Regions from separate parts of the Sus scrofa genome. Here region 2 is linked to region 1. The links are chromatin contacts, called in public HiChIP or PLAC-seq maps. All regions are on one chromosome and are shown on one strand. Each heading gives the region's core, a stretch centred on a gene start, on an enhancer-like site or on the middle of the called end of the contact. The rest is flanking DNA. Distances are from core to core; before and after follow the strand shown.

The links. HiChIP or PLAC-seq counts read pairs in DNA pulled down with a chosen protein or histone mark.
Region 2: an H3K27ac HiChIP or PLAC-seq map of skeletal muscle shows a contact between it and region 1, with 7 times the contacts expected there. The contact joins two enhancer-like sites. A contact is called at or near these places in 1 of 47 Hi-C or Micro-C datasets (fetal skeletal muscle) and 1 of 2 datasets of contacts at active chromatin or transcription factors (skeletal muscle).

Annotation. Positions count from the first base shown.
Region 1 is chr13:72,721,290-72,724,654 of Sscrofa11.1, forward strand. No RefSeq gene overlaps it. Among named protein-coding and RNA genes, the nearest start is that of TPRA1, 61 kb to the left of the region's middle. Within about 2 kb of position 1,797, at least 5 of the 83 cell types and tissues checked have an H3K27ac peak or open chromatin away from gene starts, as enhancers often do. A contact at or near this core is called in skeletal muscle, where this site is marked.
Region 2 is chr13:73,089,448-73,092,791 of Sscrofa11.1, forward strand. It overlaps PLXNA1 (plexin-A1), which reads right to left. Exons shown (of 32, transcript XM_021069450.1): 3 at 2,066-2,248. Among named protein-coding and RNA genes, the nearest start is that of PLXNA1, 7.7 kb to the right of the region's middle. Within about 2 kb of position 1,359, at least 10 of the 83 cell types and tissues checked have an H3K27ac peak or open chromatin away from gene starts, as enhancers often do. A contact at or near this core is called in skeletal muscle, where this site is marked.

The DNA of each region.
Region 1 (3,365 bases), core at 547-3,046:
CTTTGCAGTTTGGGTGAAAGGTGACACACTGTCAGCTGGGGTTCCTGAAAAGCAGATGTCAAGATGATGGAGTTGGAATTGTAAGGAGTTTCTTGCTGGGAACGCCTGTGGAAAACAGGGAAAGGGAACAGAGGTGGGTGGGAAGCCCCAGCCTTGGAGCAGGTCTGAGCCTTCTGGAAAGAGAGAGGGAAGGAGGGAGGCCAGGAAGGACGAGCCCTGGCTCAAAGCACAGCTCCCAGAGGGTGTGGCTGGCACTGCGGGGAATTCCTGGTGGATGTCCCTGGAGGCGCCCTGCCTTGAGCAGAAACAGCCAAACCCAGCACCAATCCACGTTTGGTTTTGGCTAATGGAGAAGGTGGCCCCAGCCTCCTGGAGCCAGAAAGAACTAAAGAAGTGCTGGTGTGAGTCCTTGGGTATTTGGGGGAAAGCATCACAGACAGGGGCACAGCACGTGCAAAGGTCTTGAGGCTGGGACGTGCCTGGCATTTTTCCTGGAATGGCAGGGAGACACTGTGACAGGGGCAGTGGTGAGGGTGGAGGACTGGCCACCAGGACAGAGAGCTGATGGGGGTCAGGTCATGCAGGGCCGTCTAAGTCATAGGAAGACCTCAGCTTTTCCTTGGGGTAATGTGGGGCCATTTGGGTTTTGGTGGAGGGATGGTGAGCTCTGCCTTGCATTTTAAAATGTTCACTGTGGCTACTGGGCTAAGTGGTGACTGAAGGGGCTTCCAGGGCAGAAGTGGGGGATGCAGCCAGGAGGCTCTTGCAATAATGCAGGAGAGAGCAAATGGGGGCTTGTCCAGGTGGTGGCAGTGGGCGTGGGCAGAGGGACCGCCTTCAGGTTAAGGTACATCAGAACCGTTCAGTGTGAAGATTCAGCTCCTCACTGCGTGAGGCTGTGATGTTTGCCTGTTGTGTTGCTAAACGGAAATTTGCAGGCTGACTCTACACTCCCTTGCTCCCTGACTGGTCCAGTGCACACCCTGTTCCATTTTTTTCTGCCTAAGCTGCCTTGTTGACCAAACTGTTAGCGGTTTGTCCCTTCCACTAGAGCAACTCCAGGAAGATGTGGCCCTAGTCAGATTTGTTCATGGCTGTGTCTGCAGAGCTTGGACCCGGACTGACTGCTGAATGGTCAAGTGTACCTGCCAACAGTCTACCTGTGCTCAGAAGGGAATGGGGCAGCCCTGCGGGGCCGTGTTATCTGACCTGGGCCAAGAGCGCAATGGGGTTTTGGCTGGGAGCAGGAGGGAAGGGGGCCGGCATAGGCTTCACCTTTTGGAGCCATGCAAAAAGGGTCCCTTCATGGTGGCAAACTCAGGAGACCATGTGGACTCAGGGGCTGGTGGGAGCCACAGGGAGTGGGGCAGGGGTGGGGTGCAGACATGTGGGAGTTGGGGCCTGTCCATAGGACCTCCCGCCAAATTTTTATACCAGCAAATGCGCTGAGGCTGAACAGCTGCTGTCCTGTGCTTGCTGGTGGGGGCCCTGATGCCTTTTCAGTGTAGGGAGCAGCCCTGGGTGGCATACCCACCCTTCAGGCCCCAGACCAACCCTGCAGGGCCCAACTCATCACACCAGCAGATACGGAGTCAGACACAGAGGGTGAGAGCTCGCTGGGGTTGTAGGGGCAGGTGGGCCTAGCTGGGATTTGAGCTGAGAGCTGTCTGGGTTAAGAAGCAATCTCCACCTACTTACAGTGGCTTTGTTCCAAGAGGCTGTGGAGGCATGGCCAGGGCTGGCGCTCTGGCCCTTGGACAACAGCCTTGGTTGCAGCACTTGGCGCCCATGTCTCACAACTCAGCAGCCGCAGATGGCTGCTCAGTGGGGCTGTGCCCACCGTCCTGGCTACTGAGGGACAGATCTCCAGCCTCAGAGAAGGGTCTCTGCAGGCCCCTTGTCCAGGACAAGGGCCCCAGCAGGCGGCACTTGCAAATACAGCAGCCCTGCAGGGCAGGCAGCGCCCCAGATGGCCGCATGCTGAGATGCAGGAGGAATGCACGGCTTTTGTTCTCGATGAACCAGCTGCTGTGTGGAGGCCACATGGGCCTGGGGCATCAGCCAGCCTTGGACCTCCTTCCCAGTCCTGAGCCACCTTCAGCAAGTTGCTACCCTCTCTGGGCCCCCATGTCTTCTCTGTGGAATAAGGGAGGAGTCTGGCAGCAAGGCCCTGAGAGGAGCTCCTGGCACTGACATTCGGACACCATCTCACACTTGTGCTGGTTTCACTGGTCCTCCTGAACATATACATAAATATTCCTTTTGCTACCACATCAGGGTGAACAGCAACACTTGGCAATTAGTGCATTTTCCCCCCAAGACTCAACTCTTCCCAAAGTTCTGAGCACCTGATCCCCTCTGAATAGGGGCTGTCAGGAGGGGCTCTATGGCTCCCACGGAAATGCACAGATGTTATCATTAAAGAGATGTCAGCCTTGATGGGTGGCAGGGGAGGAGGGGATGTGATAGTGAGGGTGGAGAAGGCGGGGCAGGGCCCAGTGGGAGGTGAGCACAGCCAGAGCAGTGTCCTCATGGCACGGAGAGCTTGGTGTCAGCATTGCAGCCAGAGGACACTGCTGCTAATAATGGTAACAAGGCTAAGGTCAGCACCTGGCAGTTTACCGGGCACTTCTTGAACCTTTCTCGGCATCTCACCATCTTTCAGAAAGGCAGATTTTATTAATCCCATCTTGCAGGTGGAAAAACTGAGACCAAAGGTCAGAGTTTTTATTTTGGCTACAATCCAATATGTACACCAGAGACTGATGAACTTCCTGACCCAGGTTGAGCCCAGTAAACTGCAGGCGAGTCATTCCCAGGCCTAGGGTGGATGGACTTCGGGAGGGCAGATGGCCCAGAGTACCATCAGGCCTTAGGGGAGGAGGCCCTGAGGGGTGGCTGGGGGACCCTGGCCTGTCCAGGATCAACCCAGGAAGCAGGTGTGTGAACCCAGGGAGCCCAGGCGCTCCCCATTCTCAGTGGGTCCTGTGTGTCCAGGTTGGGGGGGTAGTGGTGCTCCATGCTAGTCGATGCTTTTCCCCACTGTCACATGCTTTGCTCCTCCTGCCACCTCGGGTGGGTCTGGGTGGACCTGCCATCTGCCTGCAGCCGGTCCCCGAGGGGCTGGCCATCTGAGTCACCTGGACTGACCTGGACTCCCTGTGTCAGCTTGGCAGCAGGTTCCCTTGCTCTTACCTCATCTGCACCTGCTGGCTTCTGGACAAGGAGTGGGATCACGTGGTCCAGGAGGAGCTCGGCACAGGTAAGCTTCTTTCTCTTCTCTCTGACTCTGGCCTCTGCAGTCAGGCTGGTTGGCTCCCCTCCTCCCCCATCGTGTGCTCCCCCTCTGACAGGCACCTCATTAG
Region 2 (3,344 bases), core at 109-2,608, 370 kb after region 1:
AAAGTAGGGGTCCCACCTCCTTTCCTCCAGGGACCCCAGGGAAGGGAGGGAGGCCCTGGACATGTGCCACTGCCCCCAGTGCACCTCGGTTTCCACGTCACATGGACAAGGGGCTGCTACAAGGCCCCAGCACTGCCACCACGCAGCACGCAAAGAGGCTGGATGGCACTCCCGGGCACGCAGCTGGGGGTACGAGGGCTGGAACCACCGGAATGCAGCCATTTTGACAAAACCTACAAACACCCTACAACAGCTTCCCTGGACCCTCCCTGTGGGTGGAAGAGGCTTGGGAGGCACCCTCTGGGGGAGGGCTCAAAACCAGCCGGGTCGACACCCTGACTCTCAGACTGCTGCTACCAGCCAGTGGCCCTGGGCATGGCTGACCCCACACACCCCAGAGGGCACCTGTGCCCAGCCCCAGTGTAGGGGTGATGGCGCCAGGGAGGCAGGTAGAGGGGAGGAGCAGAGAGGACGAGGGGCCCTCAGCCATGGCCTCCTCACTCCCGATGTAGCCCCTTCTCCCAGAGAGCTCAGGCCTCCTCCATGGTCCCCACTCAGCCTCAGTGTCCCCTTGGTGGGTCAAGGACAGTAACGTGGGGGTGAGGCTGAAAGGCAGCAGTTGGAGACAGGGATGGACTGACCTGTTCTCAGCACCTCGTGGAGTGGCCTATGGGTGAGGACGATGCCTGGCCAGCTACCCAGCCTGACAGCCAGCAAGAGGGCTGCTCCCAGCCCCAGGAGCCTACCCTTCTGCTGGGTGACAGGCTTGAGGCCCTGTGGCAATGTCTCCAAGAGGCTTCACTGGCAGCCACACCCGAGAAGGGTCTTGCTACAGTGGGACAGGCCCCTGCCAGGCACAACCCAGCGACACACCTCCACGGGTCCACAGCTCTTCCCTGCTTCCCCAGCCCCAGGGCAGCAGGCAGAGAGCATGTGTGCTGGGGGGAGGCCCAGACCTGGAAGGGGAGCAGGTAACACCCAGGGCCCAGGCAGTGCCTGACCCAGGGTGGGGGTGAGGTCACACCAAGGACAGGCTGAGGGCACAGACGCTGATCCAGAGGGTGGCGGGGGCCAGAGCTGGCCAGCCACCACCCCAATGGCCCCACTGCCTCATGGCCACCCCAGCCCAGAGCCCACACTTCAGGCCCATTTCCCAGATGGGAAAGCCAAGGCTAGGGAGGGCCCTTCCCCGGAATCACAGAGCTGGGGGGGGGCAGTGGGACATGACACTGAGGACACCTGACCTGGCAGAGACAGGAGGCACTTCCCACTTTCTCTGGCACCAGAGCTGAGAGCAGGCAAGGCCTTCGCTGGCCTGGGGCCCAGCCCCCACCCACGGGCGCACGCCAGGCGGGGAGCTGTGTCAGCAGCAGCCTCAGGACAGCTGTTATTTCATCTACCAGCCCCGCCCTGCGCTGACCCTCGGGAGCTTCCAGGCCCCCCACCCTACTGTCGCTCCAGGAACTTCCCCCACAGCAGACCCTCCCTGATCTGGTCCGCACCCACCAAGTTGCTGCTGACCCACTGCCTGTTGCCTCCCCAGAACGCCCTCCCTGTCCAGCCCAGCCTGGCTCTGCGCAGCTTCTCGGGGAAAGAGACCTACACATGTGGGATGGGCCCTGCCCCCTCAACCCACCTCGTACATGCAGGGGCTCACAAACTGCCCCTGCTCTAGAGCACGCGGAGGCTCTCACACCAGTCCCTTGCCTTGCCCTTGGCCTTGCTGTCTCATGTGGTTGGGGGCCGTGCTCCAGGGCAGAGCACTGCCTCAGCAGACACTGGATCCCAGGAGAAGAGGGAGCCTCACAGGCCTGCCCTGCCCCCGCCCTGCACACAGCCTTCCCAGGAGTTCACTGTGCGATTTCAGAGAGCAGGGCCAGCTGCTCCCGGCCCGAGGGGCTCCACCGTCAGGCCTCTGATGCCCAGCCAGGGCCTCGACAGGGGCCAGAGGCAGAAGCAGCCCCCAAAGAGGGTGAGATGGGAGGCGATCACCCCCACTGTATACACACCAATCGCCCCAGAGCGAGGCCAGCTCGACTCCCAGCTCCTCCCCTGCCCCGCTGACCTTGCGGATGCGGCCGCTTCGTGTGCCCACGAACACCACAGTGCGGCCCCGATAGTCGTAGGCGGCCACGGCGGTCAGGCCATCATCCTTGTCCACGAACAGGGGCGTACCCTCGATGGTGACTGTGCCACCCAGTGGCTGGTTGAAGTCTTGCCCACAGAAGTCGTCGTCAATCTGCAGGGGCTGTGGGGGGAGGAGGGTGAGGCCCAGGTGCCTTCTTGGGGGGTTACACAGCCGGCTCCGGTCCTCTCCACTACCAGGGCGGGAGCCCAGGGCACATTCAAGGGGCCTGCACAGGCCACACCAGGGGGTGGTTGGGGGGAGACTATGACCTGGGGGCAGCCCATCCAGACCAGGGGACGCAGGACTTCCTAGACCCATTCGACAGACAGGAAAACCAAGGCCCTGGACATCACCTGAGGCCCAGGAGCAGGAGCCCAGGGTGGGTCCCACATCTCGCACCCACCAGGAAGACCACCTTGAGGGGGAGTGGGCAAGGATGTAGCTGGGGTGGGGGGAGGGGAAGGTCCACCACACAGTGATGGCCACATGGGCGGGCTCAGGGGCTGGTGGGACACAGGACAGTTTATTCGGGACTGGAGCAGGGGTCAGACCTAAAAGACAAAGGGAGGGGCCAGCTGAGAGAATGCGACTGCGGGCACAGGAAGCGATCAATAGCATGAGGTTCCGGAGAGGCGGGTGAGGCGGGGTCTGGGCGGGCCCTGCAGCAGGCTAGGGTCTGAGGTTTGCAAATGGAACAGGGGAGGCCCGGTTGGGGCTGGGGGCCGAGGGGAAGGAAGAGGGACCCGTGAGAAGGTGAGGAGGCAGTGGTGACAATGCCCAGGAAGGAGGCAGGTGATGTGGGCATGGTGACATCAGCAAGCACTGCCCTTTCAAGCCTCAGTTTCTCTAGCTGAACAAGGAAGACTGAACGCCTCACTATGCATCAGACTCATGCACCTGCAGCCTTGGTGTGGAGGGCAGCCCTGCTGTGACAGGGCCCCCACTGTGCAGCAGCAGACACAAGAAAGAAGGGCCACCCCCCTGCTATGAGGACAAACCAGTGTCGCTCCCAGGGCAAAGGTAGAAAAACTGAGGCCAGAGGGCAGCTGGGCTTTCCTTGAGCCACAGTACGGCCAGGGCAGCAGGAGTACAGGGGCTGAGGCCTGGCTTGGAGGTCCTACCCAGTGACCCTGAACAAGACCCTCAACCCCTCTGAGCCCAGGGTCTTCCTCAGAGAACAATGGATCCCATGGCCTGCGGTTGTGCAAGAAACTCC